Linked DNA regions of Mus musculus: all the other regions are linked to region 1. Evidence: chromatin contacts called from public Hi-C and Micro-C data. All regions are on one chromosome and are shown on one strand. Each heading gives the region's core, a stretch centred on a gene start, on an enhancer-like site or on the middle of the called end of the contact. The rest is flanking DNA. Distances are from core to core; before and after follow the strand shown.

The links. Hi-C and Micro-C count contacts between places; a contact is called where the count stands out from the background.
Region 2: a Micro-C map of embryonic stem cells shows a contact between it and region 1, with 2.2 times the contacts expected there. The contact joins the promoter of Hgfac here to the promoter of Sh3bp2 in region 1. A contact is called at or near these places in 2 of 39 promoter capture datasets (both in embryonic stem cells), 1 of 15 datasets of contacts at CTCF or cohesin (stem cell-derived epiblast-like cells), 10 of 484 Hi-C or Micro-C datasets (the G1E-ER4 cell line, the HL-1 cell line and embryonic stem cells) and 1 of 115 datasets of contacts at active chromatin or transcription factors (bone marrow-derived dendritic cells).
Region 3: a Hi-C map of cerebellum shows a contact between it and region 1, with 1.8 times the contacts expected there. The contact joins the enhancer-like site here to the promoter of Sh3bp2 in region 1. A contact is called at or near these places in 2 of 484 Hi-C or Micro-C datasets (the G1E-ER4 cell line and cerebellum) and 4 of 115 datasets of contacts at active chromatin or transcription factors (embryonic forebrain, embryonic stem cells, regulatory T cell precursor and 1 more).

Annotation. Positions count from the first base shown.
Region 1 is chr5:34,547,246-34,551,300 of GRCm38.p6, forward strand. It overlaps Sh3bp2 (SH3-domain binding protein 2), which reads left to right and starts at 2,331. Exons shown (of 13, transcript NM_001145859.1): 1 at 2,331-2,551. The coding sequence starts at 2,388.
Region 2 is chr5:35,039,754-35,043,808 of GRCm38.p6, forward strand. It overlaps Hgfac (hepatocyte growth factor activator), which reads left to right and starts at 1,756. Exons shown (of 14, transcript NM_019447.3): 1 at 1,756-1,957; 2 at 2,537-2,711; 3 at 2,813-2,909; 4 at 3,102-3,181; 5 at 3,807-3,929. The coding sequence starts at 1,844.
Region 3 is chr5:34,203,670-34,207,724 of GRCm38.p6, forward strand. The region is part of intron 8 of Zfyve28 (zinc finger, FYVE domain containing 28); the gene reads right to left. Among named protein-coding and RNA genes, the nearest start is that of Mxd4, 18 kb to the left of the region's middle. Within about 2 kb of position 2,277, at least 13 of the 459 cell types and tissues checked have an H3K27ac peak or open chromatin away from gene starts, as enhancers often do. A contact at or near this core is called in cerebellum, where this site is marked.

The DNA.
Region 1 (4,055 bases), core at 1,081-3,580:
AGGGCCTGCAGGCTAAGTAAGTTTGGGGGATAGTGATAACCTACTATGGCCAGTGTCAGGTGGAAGGAAGGCTGGGTCACTAGCCCCAGGCTGGGGACATAGGACCAGCTACTATTCATGGGTACTCAGAAGAGGGAATGCTGAACCTCATTTGTTCCCAGACTTGTTGCTAGCACATCCTTCTACCTTGCAAAACCCACTTATTAGTCCTGATAATTTATAACTTCCTTGGAATTTTTGCTACATAAAGCCATGTAATCATTGCTTAGGTTTTGTTTTTGTTTGTTTGTTTTTCTTATCTGGACACTTGATTTACTTGTGTCTGCACAGCAAATGTATGTAGTGCTTGTAGAGGCCAGAAGAGGGCATCAAGTCCCCTGGAGCTGGAGCTGCAGACAGATGTGAGATTCCTTGTGGGTGCTGGATCCTCTGTAAAAGCAGTCAGGCTCCTAACCACTGACTGCCTGTCCAGCCTGACATTCAATTTCTTTTTATTATATACTTTCCTTGGCCACACTTTCCATACAATGTTGAAAAGAAGCAATGGGATCCTTGCCTTGTTCCTGCCTTTCAGGAAACTGAAAATGTTCGGCCTTTTACTTCCGGCTGTAATAGCTGTAGGCTTTTCTTAGATGGCCTTTGTTAGGTTTAGAGAGTTCCCTTCTGCTGTTTTTCTTCCTTCCTTCCTTCCTTCCTTCCTTCCTTTCTCTCTTTCTTCCCTTCTTTTTTCTTTTTAGATTTATTTATTATTGTATTTTTTTATGTGCTGTTAGATTCAGTTTGCTAGCATCTTGTGGAGAATGTTTATGCTGTGCCCAGAAGGGGATTTGGGGCTGGGGATATGGCTCAGTTGGTAGACTCCTGTCTAGTTTCAGTCCTCAACACTGCTTAAGCCAGATGTGGTCATCCTCAAACTTAGGATATGGAAGCAGGGAAATCAGAAGTTCAAGGCCAGCCCGAGCTATTCTGTCATAAAAAAGATACACAAACAGAAATCCTCAGAGACTTATTGGTCTGTAGCTTTCGTGTCTGTGACAGCTTCATCTGGGTTTGGGTATTGAGGTGATGCTGGCCTCATTGGATTTGCTCTGCGAGTTTGTATATGACTAGTGCTCTTGGAATCTAATATTTAATGGCTAAATTACTTTACTTGCAGCAGCAGGCAGTGGAAACAACCTGGACTAAGGTGAATTCTTGTGGGCTTGGGTGAGCAGAGTCTGTGCACAGCAGAGCAAAGCACATCTAAAAGGTCGAAAGTAGAGGTAGGGCTGGATTAGGAAGTGCTAGAGTGTTGCCAGGTGTGATAGTGTACAGCAGCAATACCAGTACTTGGGAGGCTGAGGCAGGAGGATGCCAAGGTAGAGCCAAGCCAGGGCTACAGAGTGAGACCCTCTTTAATGCCCCCCCCCCGGCAGGATTGTGTCCATGGCATTTAGAATAATGATGTGATGGGAATGGTGTGTTGGCTGGAAGGTGAGGAAGGGAAATTGGGGGAGGCAGGGAGAGGTGTGGCCTGCTCAGAAGCAGTAGAGACGGGGATCTGTAATGCAGGGTGGCTGGAAGAAGGAGGCAGCTTAGTGTTCTGGGTAAGATGTTCCTCCAGAAACCAATGCCCCAGGCAGCCGGACTCTTGGAGTGAGAAAGCTGTAGGAACGTCAAGGCTGCATATAGTAGGAAGGGGCCTGGAGAGCTTGCCTAATATAGAGACTTGGACACCAGGGAGAAGAGTCTAGAATAGACAGTTGGTGGGAGTGAAGCCTGAGGAATATACCAGAGTTGCCTCTGAAGGGCAAGTGTGCTGCCTTCTGCCACAGATAGTCCATCTTGGGGCAGCCTGTGTGATGATGGGAGATGGAGAAGGAAGGATGCCTAGGAAGTCAACAGGGCTTTACCAGCCTTAGGCATCCAGGAACACTCTTCTGGGACAGGTATTCAAAGAAGCCCAAGTAGGTAAGAGCTGCCAAGGGCTGGCTCACTCCTTGGAGGAATTCCGTCCCGAGGGAGACCCATGGAGTGGACATTGGCAAGGTGACATGATGGGGTACTAGCGTAGGAAGTAGGGTGCCATAGACGCTCATATCCAAGGTGCAAACTGGGTGGAGATCAGCAGGCGGGGACTTCGGGATCCTCAGATGTTGGGAATATGAGCGTGACTTCCTCATTCGCATTGGTGGCTTCCTTGTTTGTCTGGATGGCTCTTAATTCTGGATTATACAGACACAAGTTTCCAAGTTTCCACTTATTGCAGCCCACCACCCTCAGTGCAGTGGGTGGAGAAACTGACGTAAGGAGGGGCGGGTCCGCTTTCTTACCTGGCCCCTAGCCCTTACACTACCGCCCGCGAGGGGAGGAGCCAGGGGCAGCTCCGGCCTGGGGCTCTACGAGCTATGGCGGGCTCAGGGTCGCGGCCGCGGAGCTGGGGCTGGCGAGAGACAGGCTCCAGGGACGAGGCTGCGGCCGGTGGGCCCACCTCGGGACCCTGTCGCTGCTCACAGGGAAGGCGGGCGCTGGCCGCCCCCCGGAAGCCGGCTGTGCCCGCCGCGTGGACACCGTGAGTACTGATCCTGCCTGGGGCTCGGGATCTGGGGCCCCAGCCCTGGTTCTGAGCATCCACACTCAGTTCAGACTTCCACTCCTCAGACCTGGGCCCCCACCCTCTGCACCACGACCCGGGACCGAAAGTCCCTGGAGCCCCAGGCGCTATCCGGCGTCTACTCAGAACAAAGGAGAGCATGGGCCAGCCAGAGTTGGCTGGCCAGGGGGCTTCGAGAGCCTGGCGCGCTGTCTGTCCATCTGCTTGCACGGCATGGGCATGGGAGTGGGCACCCTCCTCGCACTCCACTGCTGTGCTCGGACCCGCGTTCCCCTTGGCCCTGCGCGGGGGTGTGGTCGCGCCATTGTTCCAAACCTCCGCCTGTGGTTCTGTGGTTCGAGGACCAATGGTCCTGACCAATGGCCTGGACCATGGACCAAGTGCATTTGAGTGTTAATGCGCTCTCTCTCTCTCTCTCTCTCTCTCTCTCTCTCTCTCTCTCTCTCTCTCAGTGTGTGTGTGTGTGTGTGTGTGTGTGTGTGTGTGTGTGTGTGTGATGTGTGTGTGTATGGGGTAGCCAACGGAACTTGATTCTCTAACACATATTTGGCGGTGTGAGGTGAGCCTGGCCGTTGACAAGAGCTTAATTGATTTCCATCCTTTTTCCTTTCATTTTCGGATGCAGTAGGTTTCCCTGCTTCAGCCTTCTGAATGCTGAGCTTTCAGACGTAGGCCACCCCGGGGCTGGAGGGTTTTCTCTGTGTGTTTTTGGGGGAGTTGGCACTATAGTAATAGAAATCTCAGCAGCCTGCCCTTCTGGATATGGCTGGAGCCATCCCACCTTGTTGAGAGCAGATCCCTGACCTTCCCCTCATGCAGTGCCTCAGGGTCCAAAGAGGGACCTGATGGGGTGAGTGGGTGTACCAACAGAATAATGCCAAGTTAGGGGGCAATTGTGACTGGCACTTGGGGTTCCTTACAGGAAGGACCCTCTGAGTCTTGATACTCTGGGCTGATAATGTGGATACTAGAAAACCTGCCAAATGGTCCTCATGGCACTGATGACAAGGTGTATGTGTGTGTGTTCAGAGTCCACCCTGTGCTCCCAATTTATAGCTCTAACAACTGAGGCTGGAGTTCCCCCAGAAAGCCAAACTATTGGAGCCCAAATTATTAAATCTGGGAAGTGGGGGGCTCTTGGCTTGCTCTTCTATTACCTGACTTCAGGGCTTCAAAGTGGGGATAGACAGAAGTTACTGAGGAAGGGTGGACATCTCAGGACCTGACTTTCTCTCCATAGAAGATCAGATCTGATGGAAAAGGTTCTCATTGCCTGCCTCAGTGCTCTTGAACAGCCATTTTCAAGGGGGTGACCCCAGTGCCCCCTGCTCTAGGACAAGCACTTTGTGAGCTGCCCAGGCATTGGAACCTTGGGTAGCTATGGCATAAGGCCTGATATGCCCAGGCTAGGGCTTCCTGAGTTCAGTCATTACTGCCCCAGCCTTCCTGGGGCCATGAACTC
Region 2 (4,055 bases), core at 506-3,005, 490 kb after region 1:
AAGGGTGGCTGCACAGAGATAGCTTGGTGCTTGGGAGCTAAAGGATGGGATCGCCTCCCATCCTCAGATGTATGGGCTCTATGACCATCTTGGATACTGAGGCCAGCCACACCCCAACATTGTCCATTCATATTGTCCCTTGCAGATGACCTGGGGTTTTTGGACATCTGTGTCTTCTGTCTTCTCTGAGGTTGGCCATTGGTGAGGGTGGGGCTTGGTTGAGATTTATGGTGAGGTCACTGTGGTCTCATCCCTGCCCACTGTACCCACTGTGCCCAGTGGAGCCTTCCTGCCACTGGCCCTGCCCCTCTCCCTAGTCTCACTCAGGTGACCCAGGGGGCTTCTAGAGAGGGGACATCTGAACTAAAACCTGACTGTAGATAAGTTCTATAGGGAGGCAAGAGCCAGTGTGTCTGAGGCTGAGACCAGAGTGAATCTGGCTATAGAATGAGAAGTCCTGATATGGCAGGACATCAGTGAGAAGCAGGAGGGGAAGGACCACAGGGTGGTGCTGGGCTGAGCCTGTAAGACACACTGTCACAAGCCCAGGATGCCTGAGCAGAGGCCCCAACACTGATGGCCCAACTGCCAAGCTGCTAATCTTACATCTCTCCCTGGAATTGAAGATGGACTGGCTGAAAGGTTTCTCAGAGAGCGTCTTCTCTGAGGCACCTCATCATGCACATCCCAGCAGCAACATTTCCCAACACCCGCAATGTCCTAGCACTCATAGCATCTGCCTGGTACCCACTGTGCGCCAGCACCACTGTTTCCTCAGTACCACAATGCTCAGACACCACTGTATACCCGCACTTGGCCATGAACCACCATGCCTTTGGTACCCATCATGCCCCACCATGCTTCTAGCACCTACTTTGGCAAGCTTGGGTGCTGTTTGGCCATTGGTGAGGGCGGGGCTTGGTTGAGATTTATGGTGGGGGTCACTGTGATCTCATTCCTGCCCACTGTACCCACTGTGCCCAGTGGAGCCTTCCTGCCACTGGCCCTGTCCCCCTCCCTCAGGAATTGGAGAGATCCCAAGAAGACAGCTAGAGCTATGGGTATGAGGTGGCCACTCCAGTTTGCCTAGGGCCCCCAGTGCCTGCCTGGAGCCACAGGGAAGCTCTGTGTATAGCCTGCCCAACTGAAGGCATGCAGGCTATGCCCACAGGTAACCAGACTGGGAAAGCTTACTGGGGGGCTGCTGGTACCCAGGCTGTCTGGTAAGGATAGAATTCTGGGGGTCCTGAGTACCCCAGGCTTAGGACAAGTAGACAAACCAGCAAAGAGAGTTACTGTTCTCAGGCACTGGTCACAGCACTTGGTCCAGGGAGCAACCCTTACCTCTCTTGAGTTGTTATGTGGCAATGGGTAGAGGGGGTACCCTCCACCCTGTGTTGACATCTGTGGATTGGGGACTGTATCACCCCCACCATGAGTCAGTAGCTGGCTGGGAAGAACTGGAACCCCCAGGTTCCTGCATGCAGCAGGTCCTGTAAAGGGCTCATAGACAGGAGTGGCCAGCAATATGGCCAGCACCTGTGCCTGGGAGGCCTGGCTCTGACCTGCCCAAGTCACACTGGAAGACTTCCTGGAAGAGGCTGAGACTTGAAGGTTGTGTTGGGCCGAGGAGCAGTTGTAGCCTTTGCCAGAGAACAACAGCTGCCCCAGCAGAGCAGGCAGAGCTGTGGCAGCAGGGTGGAGCTATGGCTGTGGAGGAGCCTAACAGGATGCAGTGGGTGGCAGGGTTAATCATTATCATGTAGCCTTGACCCCACCTGCCCTGGCCACGTTCCCTGGCTACTCTGTTCCTGCTACACCTCACGCCAGCTCAGGAGGAGCCATGGGGCGACAGGCCTGGATCTCTAGCCTCTGTCCCTTACCCAGGCCATGTCCCTTCCTGCTGCTCCTGCTGCTGCTGGTGGTGCCTCGGGGGGCCCAGCCCCAGGCTGGCAGGGTGAGCACTGCCCCTCTCCCTTGCATGTGGCCAAGGGTTCTCTATGCACACTCGGTTCCTGGGAAGAGAGAGGTCAGAAAGAGGGCCCCAGAGTGAGCTAGGGACCCAGTGTGGTGGCATAGTGGAGTGGAAGTTGTCATTTTGCACTGAGATATGGGGTGCTGGGCTAGGCTGGTCTGTAGTGCTTGGGCCTGAACTTGTTAGGATCCTCTTGTTGCCACTGTGTGGCCCAGGCCCCGTGAGTGAGTGGGGGGGGGGGGTCCTGGGGCTTCTGCTGCATTCCAGTGTTTGAGATGGGGTGTAGGAGACCTCAGAGTGCTTCAGCTGTTCCTGTCCACCCCAGGACTGCCCCCCAGGACTGAATCTCAAGGACCAGGGTGACCTGGGGCCCTGTGACTCTTAAGTTAGCACATTGGATCACTCAGATTCAGAAGGAAAGGCCAGAGGAGGTCTTGGGGACACCCACTGCCTCTTGGACCTGCCCTAAGGAGTCTCAGGTCTCTGGTGTATCCGACTGGTGGAGTCCAAGTGTGAAGGACTATTCCACACTGACACCTTTGTGGCCCCTTGGGCTCCTAGAACCACACAGAGCCCCCAGGACCTAACGTTACAGCCACCCCCGTGACCCCCACGATCCCTGTGATCTCTGGGAATGTCAGCACCTCAACAGAAAGTGCTCCAGCAGCAGAGACTGAGGGACCCCAAAGTGAGAGGTACCCTCCTCCCTCCAGCAGCAGCCCCCCTGGGGGCCAAGGTAGGTGAGACACTGTAACAGGAAGGCAGCTAAAGAGGTGTGGGGCCTGGGTAGGGGTGGAGTACCCAGTGGGATGCCTGATCCCTGACACCCCTCCACAGTGCTCACCGAGTCTGGGCAGCCGTGCAGGTTCCCTTTCCGCTACGGTGGCCGCATGCTGCACTCCTGTACCTCTGAGGGAAGTGCCTACAGGAAGTGGTGAGTCCCAGAGTGGGGTAGCGGCTGAGGAACCTACACAGGTTCCCACTGTGGACCCTCATGAACCCTGAAGCTAGTAGGTCTTGATGCCCAGCAGGTACATTTAGTGAACAGGGGCTCCAGGGTGCCCAGGCAGAGATGGGTGGGGCTCTGGGCAGGGACTCAGTTTTATCCTCTGACTCGACCCTCCAGGTGCGCTACAACACACAACTATGACCGAGACCGGGCCTGGGGCTACTGTGCAGAGGTGACCCTGCCTGTGGAAGGTCCAGGTAGATATGTGAAAGGGCCAGCCTGAGCCCCCAGGAAAGGCTTTGACAGGGTGCTTGGGTTAGGAGTATAGGGGTCAGTGTGCAGGGTGAGGATACTAGTGACCTGGGCAAGGATTCTGCATGGAGTTTGGGGGGGGGGTGTCTCTGAGTTTGATCTTCTTGAGTTCAGAGATATCTAGGGGCAAAATTGCTGCCAGCCCAGAGGGCAGCAGAGGGTGCTTCTCCCAGACAGGACCTAGCCTTCCTAGACCCTGGATGGCTTTGCTGATCATTGGTGATACCAGGGCTCCCTCTTGTGGTGAGATCTATCCATGTAGCCATACATAGTCCCTTGAACAGGCCCTGAGTCCAAAAGAGCAAGCCATGAAACCTGTGGGTGTGCCATGAGAGGGATCCCCGTTGCCTGGCAGAGCATGTATAGAGAGATGTGTAGAGCAGAGTGCAGAACCATGGGATACCTTCTCCAGTCCTGGTGAGGGGGGGTCACTGGGAGGTGGGAACTTGCTCACTCAACAACCCAGAGAAGATAGATAGCGTTCACAGAGAGCCTTGGCAGGCAAGAGGGTATGGAGGGGCTCCAAAGACTCTTGTCATAGCCATCATATCCCCTCCTGTGTGTACCCAGCTATCCTTGACCCTTGTGCCTCTGGGCCCTGCCTCAATGGGGGCACATGTTCCAGTACACATGACCATGGGTCCTACCACTGCTCTTGCCCGCTGGCCTTCACAGGCAAGGACTGTGGCACAGGTGAGAGGACCTCGGGGACCCAGGAGTGGGGCCATTCTAGGAGGCTGGGAGAGCAGCTGCTGAGTCCAGCCTGGGGTGGGTAGTGCCTACCTGGGGGAGGGGACCTGCACGGGCACTGTGGGAACA
Region 3 (4,055 bases), core at 1,027-3,526, 340 kb before region 1:
AAGTGGAAATAAAACAAGACGAGCAAGCAGGACAAGGAAGAGAAGTGAAGGCATTGAGGACAACAGGCAGGGAGGGCCGAACAGGCAGGGCATGAGCGTACTGGAAATACTGTTAAGTAAAATGCCCTTAAGGCGGCTCAGCGGGTAAGAGCATTCTATGCTGAGCCTGAGGACCCGAGTTCCATTCCTGGGCCCCACATAGAGGAGGGAAGAAGGGAATCCTGCAAATTGTCCTCCGGCTTCCACAAATGTGCTGTGTTATGCATCCAAGCCCCTGCCTCCAAACCACAACGTAATAAATAGCTATAGATGTTTTTAAAGCTAGAGTGCTGCCAGGCAGTGGTGGTGCACACCTTTAATACCAGCACTCGGGAGGCATAGGCAGGTGGATCTCTGTAAATGCAGGCCAACTTGGTCTAAAAAGCAAATGCCAGAACAACCAAGGTTACACAGAGAAACCCTGTCTCAGAAAACCAAAACCAAACCAAACCAAAAAACAAAACAAACAAACAAACAACCCTAGAGTATCCTGCACACACAGATGAAAGACTAGGAAATACCAAGCATCTCTTTTCTGGTCATAGGAATAAATGAAGCATTCAGTGTGGTACATTTCCATAATCCCAGCTTAGGAGAAAGGTACATTTGAGGCTAGGCATAGTAAGACACAGACTCAATAAACAAACATATGCAGCTAGAGACACGAGCTCTGGGGGTACTGGTTAGTTCATATTGTTGTTCCACCTATAGGGTTGCAGACTCCTTTAGCTCCTTGGGTGCTTTCTCTAGCCCTGTGTACCATCCAATAGCATCCACTTCTGTGTTTGCCAGGCACCAGCATAGCCTCACAAGAGACAGCTATATCAGGGTCCTTTCAGCAAAATCTTGCTGGCATATGCAATGGTGTCTGCGTTTGAAGGCTGATTATGGGATGGATCCCCGGGTGTGGCAGTCTCTAGATGGTCCATGCTTTCGTCTCAGCTCCAAACTTTGTCTCTGTAACTCCTTCCATGGGTGTTTTGTTCCCATTTCTAAGAAGGTGCAAAGTGACCACACTTTGGTCTTCGTTCTTCTTGAGTTTCATGTGTTTTGCAACTTGTATCTTGGATATTCTAAGTTTCTGGGCTAACTAGCTGCATATGTAGCAGAAGATGGCCTAGTCAGCCATCATTGGGAAGAGAGGCCCCTTAGCCTTGCAAACTTTATATGCCTCAGTACAGGGGAAAACCAGGGCCAAGAAGTGGGAGTGGGTGGGTAGGGGAGTGGGTGGGGGAGGGTATGGGGGAATTTTGGGATAGCATTTGAAATGTAAATGAAGAAAATACCTAATTTAAAAAAATAAACAAACAAATAAATAGAAATTCAATTCCAAGAAGAGAATGAAGAGGCAGCAGGCAGCAGATGGCACCCTTGGGCCTGCAGATGGTGATGGCAGCAAGAGGCTGAAAGAGGAGAGAGGTGGAGAAATGGGCCAGGGCACAGTGGGCATCTGGCCATCTACCTAGGAAACACACTGCTAAGGATCTGATGCCTGAGATAAAACTAGCAGGCGACTTGGCCTGTCCAGAAGTTAGCCAGGAGGGTCTCACACTTAGGCCCTGGACCCGGTCAGTCCCACCACCCTGGACATCTCAGTCCCCAAGAGTAAAGCTCCAGAGAGCTGAAATGGCCACAACATGGTCTGGCTCTGCCTTCTTCAGGAGTCAAGAGGTCAGGCAATACCCTGGATAGTTTTGTCAACTTGACACTTCACTTAAGGCAATCACTTCCTTATGTCTGTACTATAGGCTAGCTTGTAGGGCATTTTCTTAATAAATGATGAATGTGGGAAGGCCTGGCACTTTATAGGGGAGGGTGCTATCCCTGGGCTGGTGGTCTTGGGTACTATAAGAAAGCAGGCTGAGCAAGCCAGAGGGAGCAAGCCAGAAAGCAGCTCTATGGCCTCTGCATCAGCTCCTGCCTCCAGGTTCCTGCGTGCCTGAGTTCCTGCTCTCACACCATTTGATATTGAACTGTTCTATGGAAATAAACCTACCCCCACTCCAAACTGCTATAATGGTGTTTCGTCACAGCAATAAGACAGGTAGGGCAGGACAACTTTCTAATAACAAGCTCTAAAAATATCTAACTAGGTCACACCCACTTTGCAGGTCAGCTGTGAATGGCAGCAGGTGGTCAGCATGCTATGACCATCAGGCACCTTACAGTGCTGCTTGGCTCTAGCAGAGAGTTATGTATGCTGTCCTAGGGTGAATGGTATCCATTCATATGCATGATGAAGTCCTACCCTGCAGTCAGCATCCTAGTGGGCATCATGAACTCAGATGAGGTCATACTAGAGCAGGGTAGGCCCTGATCCAACAGGACTGGTAACTCCATAAATAGTAAATCAACACAGACATGCATGAAGGAATGGCAGCATGTGGTGATGAAGGCACGGGTTGTGCGTGATGTTTCCACAAGCCAAAAAATTCCAGGGATGCCTGGCCACCACCAGGAGCAGGAGGGTAGCCTAGGACAGGATCTCCCTCACAGCCCCTGATAGAACCAGCTCTGAGACTCCCTTATCTTGACTTCCTGTTGTCAAGACTGCAAGACGGCAGTTTTCCTCTGCAGCATCTACTGCTCATTGTTAAAGAAGCTCCAAGACATTTTTTTTCATGAAGGAATGAATGTCCATGACTTAAATGAACCCAATATGAACCGTACCAGGCACAGGCTGCACCCAATCACTGCATAGCTCCTACCAAGAACCCTACAGATCCAGGACAGAGAAGCTCTGCATACAAAAGTCATGAGGTCTCTATTCAACTCACTCACCTCCCATCCCTTTAACTCCCTCTCTACAAACAGACCCTGCTACACAAATCTCTTCCTGCTCCACCCCTGCCCACTACTGTGGACCCATTGTGTATTAACACAATGAGAATGTAAAAACCTGCAACAGCCTTTCTTCTTGTTCTGGATCTACACCAGAAGATCCCCAACACAGTAGCCTCCATGTCTGAGGAACAGACAAGAGAGTCCATACATAAGCAGGCTCTCCTCTCTGCGGGGACAATCACTTTGCAGGGACCAGACACTATATGGAAGAGTGCCCTGGCCAGGCACTCTTCCTGATGTCATCATCATGGCACCATGAAAACACATCCAATGGTGGTTCCTCTGGGAAAGTGGAAGAGCAGAGTAGTCAGAAGCCCAAGATCCATATGTTATGGTGAATGCCACATGCCCCCAAGTGTGACACATCCACATCACACCCCAGAGGATTTGGCAGTGAGCTTTTTGGAGAGAAGGTACTTTATAGATTCGTCAGTGTCAGGATCTCACGATGAGGCCAGCCTGGATGATCAGTAAAGGTCCTTATGAGGGAGAGATTTCCCACAAGTCAAGGAAATGCCAGGAGCCCTGGGAACTCGAGGCAGGAAGGCTCAGAACCTTTAGCTGGAGTACAATGTGACCTCAGACCTCTAGCCTCTAAGACTTGAGAGTAGAAGTCTGGCTTTAGGTCTCCTCTAACACTAATATGGATATGGAATCTCTGATCCCCTCCTGAGACCATCTCACAGCTGCTCGTGAGTTACTGGTCCAGAGATGAGATCACTGAGCCCAGATAATAGCAGTCAAATGTCCTGATGGCTAGATAAAGATCCAGTCTGTGAAACAGCAGTGCAGCTGCCTCAGGCCACTAATACACAGAGCCGTTTGCAGGGAGGGGATATTCATGCAGTGAAGAGAAGTCCACACAAGCACAGCACGCTTAAAGTGTTTGATGCCGTCAAAGGAAATAGTCATACCTAACATATAATTATAGCTTAAGTCGTTTAGGGGAGTCGGAACTTGTAATCAATGTTTATACATCTAGGAAAGTGCTCTGCAAAGAGTGTTTACTGTTGCTTTCATTCCACAAATTGAACAGCAAAGAGGTGGTCTCGATTCATGCTTCTGAGTGCAGGCTTTGAATGCCACAGCACCTGGAGACCAACTGCAGGAAACGAAGGAAGACAGCTGAAGTCTCTTTAAGAGAAACAGCACACACACACACACACACACAC